2 separate regions of the Gossypium arboreum genome follow, and region 1 is linked to region 2. The links are chromatin contacts, called in public Hi-C maps. All regions are on one chromosome and are shown on one strand. Each heading gives the region's core, a stretch centred on a gene start, on an enhancer-like site or on the middle of the called end of the contact. The rest is flanking DNA. Distances are from core to core; before and after follow the strand shown.

Region 1 (6,358 bases), core at 3,071-5,570, 69 kb after region 2:
ACCTTTTCAGATGCCCAACCACCCATCAATCTCGAGGTTTGGACTGCCCCCCAGTGCCTCACCAATGCTTGCCTGAGAGAGATTCATGCCAAAGAAAATTCCTTCATTAAATTCTTCATATTTTAATTTGTAAAAGAATAGTTTACATGTTAAATTCAAATTAATCTATCTACAAATTAGATGTGCATGGCAATTTGCAATTATATACCGACAAACACAACGATGTTTTTCCACTTTTACAATTTATCTAGTTCCCACCTGTTCAAAAATTTCAAGAAATTTCATTCCAGTTTCATACAAAGAATAATAAAGAGAGAAAAACCTTCCCTGTTGTTATTTTTGTTTGGCCTTTCACCAATGTTTATTAAACAAGATTGGTGGTCAAATCAATCAAGTAATCAATTCACTGGTTCAATTGATCCGATTAAAAAATTATCAAAAATTTCATTTCAACCAATTTTGTAATCAACTCATACTGATTCCTTATCTAATCAGTTCAAAACCACTCTCTAGATCGATACTCCAACAAATTCTCAATCCAACCGATCAACCGATTCGATTCAAACAACACTAGATTTCACCAAAACAGAAGATAAAAACGCGGAGGTGACTAAGATACGGGTAAGAATAAACGCAATTTGTCTACATCCACAAATCTCTTTTGTACAAAATTCATTTTCATAAAAAACTGGCATCAACATATACTTTTACATAGGCAACTCATCCAATCCAACCAACCACCTAAATAGAACATATATTCGGACATACTCCTAAGGTGCTTATCCAACCACCTAAACTAAACATGCCCATATTATACACATGTATTCCGCTAAGGAAACATAGGCCCACCACTCAACAAGCCCGACTTAGTCCGACCAACAAAAGGGTTTTATCCACTAGTCAAGTTGGTGAATGATGCATCCCAGGATTGTCGTGCCGAGTTTCTAACCCTAAAACCAAAAGAAAGAACTACACCGGGAAGGTAGACGGCTCATCTATGGAATAAGACATTATGGGATGAGCAAGAGGACCAAGTCAACATGCATGAAGATTCGAATAAACCGTCATTGTTGCTTGCCTTGATTTCTAACCACTGCCATTTCTGCAGTTGATGATTCAATGTCATCCATGACCGTCCTTGCCACCTTCGCCGTATCATAACGATGATTATAAGCAAGGTTTCTTGCAGATTAATGATGATGCTCCATAAGATCAGCAAGAGTTATCTTCCCACAGTTGCCAGCATCTAGCCTATCGAACTTCTCGCTGATCTGCATGATGTCTTTTTCTGATACCTTCCCCATCTCCTTGAGCTTGTATATCACAAACTCGGATTTGCTGGACATATAAACCGACATTAAATTCAATGGGAAATGAACAGAAAGCAACAACATTGAGAATAAAAATGGAATTTGAGAAAGATTAGGAAATTTAGGCCAAGACAGATATCAGCATACAAAATACCAAGACCATTTTAAGTAATAGAATGTTTTGAGGATAATGCAACAAGACAGAACAAAACAATATAGAGTATCCAGTTCGAAAAAAATCTAGTCAAATGATGTAACTCCTTAAGGACTTCAATCATCGTGACATTATCAAAGCCTTCTAGGATGTTGCACTCAAGTCGGTAAAGCAGAAAAGAACCAGATAGAGAATCAGAAGAATTATGAGCTTACAACTGGAAACACCTTAATGAAACACTGAATCAATTACAAGTAATGGGTAAAAGAGGGAAAGTACCCCTATTAGAAGCATCCAGAAGCAACTATGCACTGCACTTGATAATAATAACCTACACCCATGTACACCATACATCTGAGGTAATTCATAAAATGTAGTCCATAAGACACAGATAAACCACACTGAACCCAAAAATTAGCAGTATGACTGAGAAGCAGTATAATTTAATTGTTTTAGTTTGTCCTCAATAAAGTATATCAAAGTCCCTCATATATAAAGATACAGTTCTGTAGTCTAATCAAAGCTTCAAACATTATAGCTATGTTACTAGGACTTGGGTGAGTGTCAGACACAGGTGTGTTCACTTTTGTTATTTCAAAATCTTCCCATGTATTTGGGCATATCCCCACACTCATGTTCGAAGATATCTCAGGTATAGGCATTGAACAAAGGTACTCAAAAAGAAAAATGGAAAGTCAGAGAAACATAGGGATGCATATTAAATATAACTCAAATACGGTACTTAATCCCAATTTTCTGGGATTGGTTTTTTTTTCTGGTTTTTATGCCTTAGTTTCAAAAAGGAAAGTTACCATTCAGGCACATTTTTGTGGTGTTTTCAACATGTTTGCAAAGGGGTAATAGAAAGTGAAGATTATTATCATATTTCAATTGAGAAGATCATATGCATAACCTAGCAGACGGAGCAAATTACACGCATAGCAGATGTTGCATTGAAATTGTATTCACAAGATAGACACATCGTTTGAATAGCACAATATAAAGCAATCCCAACAAAGAGGGCCTTGGAAGAAAAATCTATTCCATTTTGAAAAGTGATGCATTAAAAGTTCTTGGCAGTGAGAATCTTTTATTTAAGAATTTAAGCAATTGCATGTTAATAAATCAACAGTGAATCCCAATATGAGTTCTTCAAACTTCATTAAAATGTCAACTGGTGAACTAAAGACTACAACAGCTATAAAGGAAAAGGAGGAAACTACAGTAAGTTCCGAAATTAGTATATTAACCTGTCAGGTATTATTGCATGAAAGCATACAACTACTAGAAACTTGAGGAGATGAAGATGCATAGTTCAAGTACTAACCAAATTTCATAAAACAGCATACCTCACAAAACCATTGTTGTCAATATCAGCGGCAAGAAACTCCGAGACAGTCATGTCCTGTCCAAGCACCCACTTCGCCATTGTCCTATGCCTCTTATCCACTCTAGCCTCAGCCAAATACAGAAACGCTCGAGCAACAGCCAGAGTGGAAACAAGCAACCAAATAGCAGCAAAAATCCTACCAGGCAATGTCTTAAATGCTCTATCCCCATAGCCAACTGTAGTGACCGACATAACAGAAAGATAAAAAGCATCCAACCACCCAAGCCTCTCAACAAAATGCATAACACCAACACCAATTCCAATACAAAGAACCACAACTCCTAATGCCAATCCCACCTTCATTCTTATCCTCATCCTCCCCTTTTTGACATCAATTATATAAGATCTCGCAGAGTCCTTCTTTTGACCCTCATGTTCAACAGTTCTCAACAAATAACTCTCCTGCAAATCAAGTACATAGCTAACCATCCCACTAAGCAAAATATCAATAAAACCGAATCCGACCAACACAAATAATATTGAAAACAACTTGGTTGCCACACTATTAGGGATAATATCACCGTATCCAATTGTGCACATTGTCACAATACAAAAATACAATGCATCGACAACCGGGTGAGTTTCATTACCCAAGAAATTATGCCTATTAAACCAAAAGATAACAACACCCAAAGTTAAATACAAGACTAAAAGCACAAAAGCTTGTCTTACAATGGATTGAGACCCCAGTTGAGGTTTGGGAATTGAAGAGCGGATGACATCATTTAAAACAGCCATGGCAGGTGCCGTTTTGGACCTGTGAAGATTGGATTTTTCCCATATGAAATCTGGGTCAATTAACCATGAAGCTGGTGCTGGAGTGGGTGAATTAAGTTGGGTTGGCTGCAAAAGAGGGTCTTGGAGATTTACAACAGTGTCTTGAGGAGGAGAAGAAGAAGAAGAAGGTCGGGGGGATTGAAGAGATGAAGCTAAGGCATCAAAGATGGGAGAAGAATCAATGGGAGAAAAGGAAGAAGGAGGAGGAGAAGGACCAAAGATGAGTCTATCTTTAAGCTCAGATGGAGTTAAAGAGACAGGGAGAGAGACTTCATCGTGTTCAGGGAGGGGAAAGAGAGGTGTGGGCGGCGTTGGTTTCTTCCGGGGACTTGCATACAGAAGCAAAGGATCATTTTCCATTGTCTGAAGAAACAAAAAGATTCGGGGGGGGGGGATTTATTTCTGGGATTGCGATGTATGAAGGAGATAAAGACAAAGGAAAGAAACTAGTGGTAGAAAAAAAATCTCAAGTGAACAAAGGAACAAGATGAGTGGTTTTTCAAGTACATCCGTTCCGTATGAGCAAATAGAGGAGAGATTGCGCGTATAATTGTGATGGTGTTTTGTGTCTACAACATACAACATGGACGAGGGAGAACTTGAGAAAGTCTTCTACTCTCTTGCCTTTTGGGAATTTTTTTTCATTTTAAAAAAAAATACAAATTATTCCTTTTAACCACTTATGCTATTCACTGAACCACCTCCAATCATTTATTTAAATGTATTATTATTAATATAATTTTCTTCTTTTTGTTGTTCAAAAAAAGAAGCTGCCAATGATTCAAATGAAGAAAGTGTCGAGGGAAAAACGGCTGTGGTGGCAATCCAGGGGATGTTTGATTGGGCCGCCATGCCAAGTGCCAACCCAACACACTGAATACAAATTTTGATCAAGTTCCAAGTATTCTGTGATATTTGAAATATTTATGTATTGTGGGCTCAAATATTCTTATTTATAAAAATTTTTATTAAAAAATTTGAAGAATTTTACGTTACCAATGTCAAAAGTATTGGGGTTCACCAAATATATTAAGGCCAGTTCAGTGTCACTCGGGCTTTCGAATGACCAACCCAGGATTGGGCTCGGCTTTTTCTACAAGCCCCATATAAGTCTTCGATTATGAGATTTAAAGCAGGGTCCACCTTCGGCAGATTTATGTAAATATGTTGAAAAAAAATCAACAAACTATCTTGATTTTTTAAAAATTTATCGATTTATATTATTTTTGAAGAGAGAAAAAAAAGTGTCTTGCAAGATGCGTTTTCTTTACCACATCAATGAAAAAACGTCTTGTAAGACGCGTTTTCCTTTCAACGATAATTTTTCCAACAGCTATAAAATTTCCTATATAAGTCCCTCCAAACTTCATTCTTTTCGACCAAATATTCAATACTCATTCTTCCATTCTCAATTTTTAATCGCCAATTTTCAATTTTTTCTAATTTTCCCAAATTGTATACTTTATTTTACATCCCAAATGTATATTTATTTACAATATACAAAACTTGTTTATTAAATTGGTTTGTTTTGTATCATATCATATTGTGAGTTTAAAATTTACAATTATTTATGTTAGTTTTTCATTTAAGTTTTTCTCTATTCATTTGTTCACCCTAATATTTTAAGAAAGGAAAGAATAGAATGTCAATACGGAAAAAAATTAAAACTTTCACTTGCGTATTGTAATATATCTTACTTCAATAATTAATATTAACATACACTTTACAAAAAAAAATGGCATGAATAAATGAATAAGTTTGTGTTTTCACTATATGAGTTAGTGTTTTAATTAGCTTTTCTCCTCGATGCTCCCGAGTTGTGTGGACATGTTGGCTTCGTATGCCTTGGGTTCCTACAATAATCACATAACCTCTGTGTGTCTCCCCGCTCCTGAATATCGATATTGCCTCATATCCGAGTTGAGTTTGCTCAACCTTTCGGCTTGCACTGAGAGTTCTTATCTAGTACCAACTCGAAAGGAGCGTGCGAGTTAGGCAGCCACATGCTTTCATCTGAGATAGGTGGGAATTCAAATTTCCAAACATTACACACGCTTTCAAGTTTGTAAAATTCATCAACGTAGGTCATTTATATGTTCCAAGGCAGATGCCACAATTACATGTTTGCATGAATAACGAAGTGCTTAAAATCTCCCACAGTCACAAGTCATTTGTCTCTGGTCTGTATAGTACGCTCCATCGATAACTCCACGGTCGGGTTTATGGGGCTACTTAACTCGGAAGATTAGATTTGGCCATAAGTGACACACTAAAGTTATTGAGTTCGTAATTTCTACATTTTCCCCAATATCGTTCAGCACCGACTTACACCAAACGTGACCGCCCTTTATCTGTCCCAGGTATGTTTAACCTACTTTGGCAATAATGCTACTAATCGAAAATGCATTTCCTTGACCATCGAGGTTACAGGCATATTACGCATCCCTTTCAATACGGAATTAATGCATTTCGATAGGTTCGTGTTCATGTGTCTATATCATAGTCCTCCATCATATGATTGCGTCCACTGCTCCTTCGGTATCCCATCAAGGTACTCCGCACCCGATTAGCTTAGAGCCCGTAGTCTCTCCAACATTTCATAGAATCGATGTCAAACAAGCTCATACCCTATCGATGACAATCAATAATGCATTCAATAAAAGTGACCCAAATGTATATCTTAAATTATTTTACAAGAAACCAATTTTATGCACAACGTACCTATGT
Region 2 (6,474 bases), core at 3,203-5,702:
GTTGTGAAATCGGCCTTTCTAAATGGAATCCTTGAAGAGGAAATTTATGTCGAGCAACCAGAGGGATTTGAAGTACCTGGCAAGGAAGACTGGGTTTACAAACTAAGAAAGGCCTTATATGGCCTAAACCAAGCACCCAGAGCATGGTATGCTAGAATTGACTCTTATCTGCTTAGTTTGAAGTTTGAGAGAAGTGCAGTAAACAAGCTATTTGGCTGAGGAAAATCTTAGCTGATTTGAACTTATCTCAAGTAGAAGCAACAGAGATACTTTGTGACAATAAATCTGCTGTTGCAATTGCAAAGAACCCTGTCTTCTATGGTAGAACTAAGCACTTTGACATAAAGCTGCATGTGATAAGGGAGATGGAGCAAGCTTGTGAAATAAAGCTGGTTCATTGCAATTCGGAGGATCAAATTGCTGATATCTTGACCAAGGGTCTTGGTGTGTCGAGATTCAACAAGTTAAGGAAGCTCATGGGAGTTTGCAGCATGGAGCTCAAGGAGGAGTGTTGAAGCTGATCTCCATGTAGCTGGTATGAAGCAAATGTAGCTGGAAGTTGGCCATGCAAGCTCGTGACAAGCATGCAGCAACCTTGGTTTTGTGTTGCTGTTAGATTTGAACTAATATTTTGTTCATTTTGAAGTCTAGTTTGCTATAAGCTTTTTGATTGATGTAATTTGATGTTGATGGAGTCATTAACCACTTTGTGTTAATGTACAAGTTAAGTTTTTGTTAGTTGGAAAGCTTAGTGGAAGTAGGTGTATGTTTAGGTAGAAATTTGACTTGTAAGTTTTTTTTATTTTGATATATATAATGGCAATCATTTATGATGGATGTATGAAAAAATACAATTCTTTTTCATCAATACTCTCAACTATTCTTCATGCTCCTTCTTTCTTTGCTTTAGTTCGTTCTTGTTTTCCTTCCAATTTCGCTCTTAAAGCTTGAACTTGAAGAATTTTTCCTTCATTCTTTACCGGGTATATTACGTTGTCTTTGGTGCTCGCTTTGCAACTCTTACTTTACCCGGTTAAAGTACTCTCAAACTCCAACAGGTTTAATGAGCTAGGCAATATGTGTGAATGAGGCAAGCTTGAAGTTGAAGAAGCTTATGAGCAATTTAAGGAATTCGAGGATCAGATGGTAATGGAATACGGAAAGATGATGGAAGCTGAGGTCCCACCAAAATTTGATGAGATGGCTGTACCGGACCTAAAAAAGAACTTGGATGATCCACCTGGTGAGGGACCAATCCTTAGGTGGCAAACTCGGGCGGTGTTTGCTCCTCGTGGTGATGCGTGGCATCCCAAAAACAGAAAAAGTAAGTATGTCTGTTACAGTGAAATAGCTCGAGCTTTCCGCCGGTTACGAGAGCTTGTTGGAAAGAGACACCATCCAGGCAAAGATGAACTTACAATTCCTAGTGAGAGGTAAAGATGAACTTGTTCTTTGCACTTGTGGGTAAATTTATTTATTTTTTCTTCATTTTTAAAGGTTTGACCAGCATATCTTTGGTTATATTAAGGTCACGTGATTGGATTGCTCAAATGATTGGCTTTGCAATCAAAACTGTAACATTTTAGGTAATTTGGAAGCCATTTTTGGATGGAATAAATACCAAATTCAACACTTTGCCTCATAAAATCAGTTCCACACACCCATTGCAGGCCACTCACATGTGCCCATACTCTACCCACAAACCACGAAAAAAAAAAAACTATGCTTCAAACTCATAATGATTTTTTTTACTTATAAAATTTAAATTAATTAATTTAATTATAAATCTATTAAATATTTTAAAATTTTAATTATTAATTTATTTGATTCAAAAATAGTTAATTAATTGAATTAACTGATGAACCGAAATTAATAATAATTGAGAAGTATTCAAATCACCTAAGGTTTGATAAAAAATACATTGACAACTTTACCCTTCAATAATTAATTATCATTCTATTTATTTTTGTTATTTTTTAATTTTATATTCAATTAAAAATAATAAAAATCTAATTAATTATAAAAAATAATTTAATTGAAGTTATGAGTACAATCAAAATTAGAATTACAAGGAATACATCCGACCAACTATAACAAAAAATCAACACTACTAGAATGATAACCAAACTATATTCAAATCTAGATAATAATAAATATATACAAGACCCATATATAGTGACAATAAATATGAACTCATATGGTTTCACAAAATGAAAAAGTGAGGCTCAAACTTAAGATCTTAAAGTTCTCACGTCTTAAACTTGCTATTAAGTTAAAGCCTCATTGGCAGTAATTTTTTTTTTTTGAAAAGAAAAAACTACTACTAGTAATCATTTTTTATTTTTGTCGCTCTCTAACTTTTTGAAAAATAATTCTTATGTGAACACATGTTAAATATTTAAATTTTAATTTAATTATATGTATATATTAACTTTGGGATAAATTTTCTTCCTTTATATTTTAATCAATTTCTTTTACATTAGAACTTTCAAAATAATGGTAACTAATTAATTTTACATTAAAATGATTTAACAAATTCTCAAGGTTAATATATGATTGCAAGAAATATAAATCAAAATACTCATCTCATCTCATCTCTTAATCATGAGATTAGGGATTCAATTCTTACCCATAGAATGAAGCACATTTTAGGGTTAACTACTTATCTATTTGGAGAGCACCCACGATGATGGATACCTTGATTTTGACTAAAAAAATTCTTTTTATTTACTGGATATTTCTTTAAATTACCATAAGAACATTATAAATGGTAAAAGTGAGATTGATCGGTTCAATTTTTTTAACTAGATCAAGGTATTCAATTTTTTATTTTTCAAATAAAAATCGAACCGATGAATATAAGAAACTAGTTAATCAGAACGTACTAAGTCAGTTCGGATTTTGGATTTTCATATTGTTTTTAAGCTTTTAGACTTTATTTAGACAAAATTGCCTTTGGATTTGGAATTTTCAATTTTAATTAAATAAAACTATCTTTGTTTTGTGTTTCTTAAACACTATTAGATAATTTTATTTTTTTCAATTATACATAAAATATCAATTAATATATTTATGCTTATTAAAAATCTAATTAAACATTGATTTAATCATTCCCAATTTTCTCGATTATAGTCAAATATTAAATTATTTGTAATTTACAATTTTAATGTATAATGAGAGAAAAAATAATAAAAGTTTTAAAAGTTTTAACAATAATAATAATAGAACACAATACATAATAAGTAAAAGAGAGATAAACATTTGAACTCTTGAAATTTTAACAACAATAATAAATAAGCAATGAACTCGTGACAGATTGTTGAAATTAAATTTAGAATTTATTTTTATTTTTTATTTAATTATAGAATTTAGAAGAAATGAGTTTTGTTTTGGGTTTTAAGTGGATTTATATATTAAGCTTATATGTTTAAAAAAATATTAGGCTTGTCTAAAATACAATGGTCTTTCCTTTTAGTGAAGAAAGGGTTTCTGAAACTCGATCGTCTCTTGATTAGGAAACGAAAAAAGTTAGACTTAAAGATGGTGAAGGTGATGAGGATGTTGATATGTTCGTGGACTTGGAACCGAGGCCAAAGGTATCCTAGAAACATAAGTTGATTGGAACAAGGTTTTCTAACCATGAGGAGGTTAATAGACGTACAAAAGGTGATAGTGTTGAAGATATCGAGTTTCTAGAAGAAGATGTTATAAAACTATGGTCAATGGAATCCCAACTATAGAATTCTCACATCGTATCCAAAAGATCCTTTTTTAAAGAAATGGTGACAACGGTTGCGCTAAAGTTACTAGGCGAAATATTGGATACACAACCCTTCATAATCGGATCAGTAGCCTTTGGCGACCATCAAAACCAATTCACCTAATGGACATTGAATACGGGTATTTTTTGGAAAAATTCCAGTGTATGGAAGATTTTACCAAATTCCTTTCATAAGGACCATGGATTATTTATGATCAATACCTTACTGTGCAGCCATGGACCAAATATTTCGACTCCAAAAAACCTTGCCCGAGTGTGGTTCTGGCATGGATCAGATTACCGGGTCTTCCAGAATTTATGTATAAAAGGAGAATTCGGGAAGCAGTTGGCGGTTTGGTGGGCAAGGTAGCCCAGCTTGATTTCAACGTAGATAGCAAAATCAGACCTTGTTTTGCTAGAATGGTTGTTTTTCGTAAATCTTGATAGACCATTGGTGTCTCGAATATGGGTGAGAGGAGAATAACAGCAGGTAGAATATGAAACTTTGTCGACCATTTGATTTTCGTGTGGCAATTACGGACACTTGAAAGAGATGTGCCCAGCACCGGTGGGGAAGTCGAATAATGTGAAGGAAAAAACCAGTGGGACTTTGGGATCGTCTGAGCCGGTTAACTGTAATGAGGAGGCGACGTACGAGCCTTGGATGGTGGTGGAGCGGAGAAATGGGCGGGGGCAGAAAAAAATGCGGAATCAAAGGGAAGGGGTTTCAAAAAAAGTAAGTTCAGGATCGAGATTTCTGGCCCTAAATGATTTAGAAACTCTGGAGAAAGATAATGGTGCTGTAAATGAGGCAATGTCGGGTAAATCTGGAGCTAAAATCAGGTGATTTAATAAATCTGTTTCAAAAACCTTGGGGAAAGGAGCCTCTATTTTAAATAATGGAGGTGTTGGATCTGTGAAAGAGCCAAGAAGTGGGGTGGGTCAGAGCCTGTTAGTAAATGGACCAAGGCTTGGTGGGTCTTGTAGGGAATGAATAACAATGTTGGACCAGCATCAGGTTGGTGGTGGACTTGGCCCATATAAAAACAGTGCAGGCCATTTAGTTAATATGGAAAATGGGCTTTTGGCAATGGAGAATATTGAATTTGGGGAAAGTAAGGGGGAGATTAAGACTTGGGCTTGAGGACCGTTGGGAGCACTACTTTAGACATAGCAATTCGGCAGGCTAAGATTGGTTTTTTGTTGATTGTTGGGTAGGGACCTGGTATTGGTGGGATTAGTTCAGTTAAAAAAAATTTCGGGGTGGGTCGTGATTATTTCTGACCCAAAAGAGCAACAAAATGAATCAGGCATGGACGTGGCAAATTTAGACGTTAATGGGCAGCTGGGTAATTTATTAAAGGCCCTCTTTAATTGTTCTAATTTTTCTAATGAATCCCTTAATACCACTACACACTTTAATCCAACCTTTGAAGAATAGGAGGGGAAGATGGTGGTCTCATATAATTCTAAACTTGACCTAGGAAAACACTCAGTTGTTGTCTTCAAGGAAAATGCTAATCCAAATAATGGAGAAGCTTTGGGGGATGATATAACAAAAGAGAGTGGGAAAAATTTTTCTTTTTTCAAAACTTAGGGTTCAGGTGATAAAGGCGGTTCGAGCCGAAATGGACAAAGGGCTAGAGGCTTTCAAAGGAAATCATACATCAGGGTCGGGGAACTCCAAGCAGTAAGGTTGGTATCAATCCTATTTTTATTTTTTATGGATTTGATAGTTTTCTCCTAGAATTGTCAAGGATGTGCTAGTTTGAAATTTTCTCACATTTTCCTTGTGTACAGTAGAAAACATAAGCTTGATATTGTTAACTTATTGGAGACGAAGGTTAATGGCTTTAAAGTAAAAAAGATTATAGCTAGCTTTGGTTTTCATTATTTTCACCGGGTAAAAGCTATCAATTTTTCGAGAGGTATTTGGGTCAGATTGGACTTAATATATGTTAAGATTATCCGTAGTAATCTCCAATTCATTTGCATTCGGGTTCTGAAAGGAAATTCTACCTTGTAACAGCCCAATTTCATTGGTGTCAAAAACAGTGGTTTCGGGACCACAATTCCAACTAATGAGTTTTTTTTAATATTTATTTAATGCCTGAGGGATTATCTTAAGGTCGTATTAAAGTTTCGTTAAGAAATTTTAAAGTTTAAATGGTTAATTATGTAAAAAAGACTAAATCGTAAAGGTTGCAAAAGTTGGTATCTATTAGTTAAATGGGTTAAATGGCTATGGAAAGGTAAATTTGTAATACTCCACACTCGTGCCCTATGCCAGGACAGAATACAAGGCATTACTAAACTTAAACACATGCATTCAAACATTTCCGAGTCATCAAGACTTGATCAAATTTAAAACTTTTTCGAACTTTGTTTAAACTCCTTAATATGGGCCTACGATGTTTCAAACATTCATTAGAAGCCGTTCGCAATCAACTCGGGTCCTTAAACCGACTTAATACAGATGACCCTTGAAACAGGGTACACGCCCGTGTGGAAGGGCAACACGCCCGTGTGGCTATTATGACATGGCCGTGCTAATGGCCCATGTGGTTCACACGGCCTAAGCACAAGGGGACACGCCCGTGCCCTGAGCCCATGTGAATTAAATTCTAAATTTGAACCTACAGGGTTTTCACACGGCTTGACACACGCCGTGTTTATAGCCCGTGTCCCTCACACGGCCATGACACGCCCATGTC

What was found. Hi-C and Micro-C count contacts between places; a contact is called where the count stands out from the background.
Region 1: a contact with region 2 is called in a Hi-C map of leaf, with 2.5 times the contacts expected there. The contact joins the promoter of LOC108486785 here to the enhancer-like site in region 2. A contact is called at or near these places in 2 of 5 Hi-C or Micro-C datasets (both in leaf).

Annotation. Positions count from the first base shown.
Region 1 is chr6:23,414,440-23,420,797 of ASM2569848v2, forward strand. LOC108486785 (two-pore potassium channel 3) reads right to left here and starts at 4,321. Exons shown (of 3, transcript XM_017791013.2): 1 at 2,814-4,321; 2 at 1,744-1,795; 3 at 660-1,338. The coding sequence starts at 3,991. The coding sequence ends at 1,252.
Region 2 is chr6:23,345,774-23,352,247 of ASM2569848v2, forward strand. No RefSeq gene overlaps it. Among protein-coding and RNA genes, the nearest start is that of LOC128294219, 39 kb to the left of the region's middle. Within about 2 kb of position 4,453, at least 2 of the 2 cell types and tissues checked have an H3K27ac peak or open chromatin away from gene starts, as enhancers often do. A contact at or near this core is called in leaf, where this site is marked.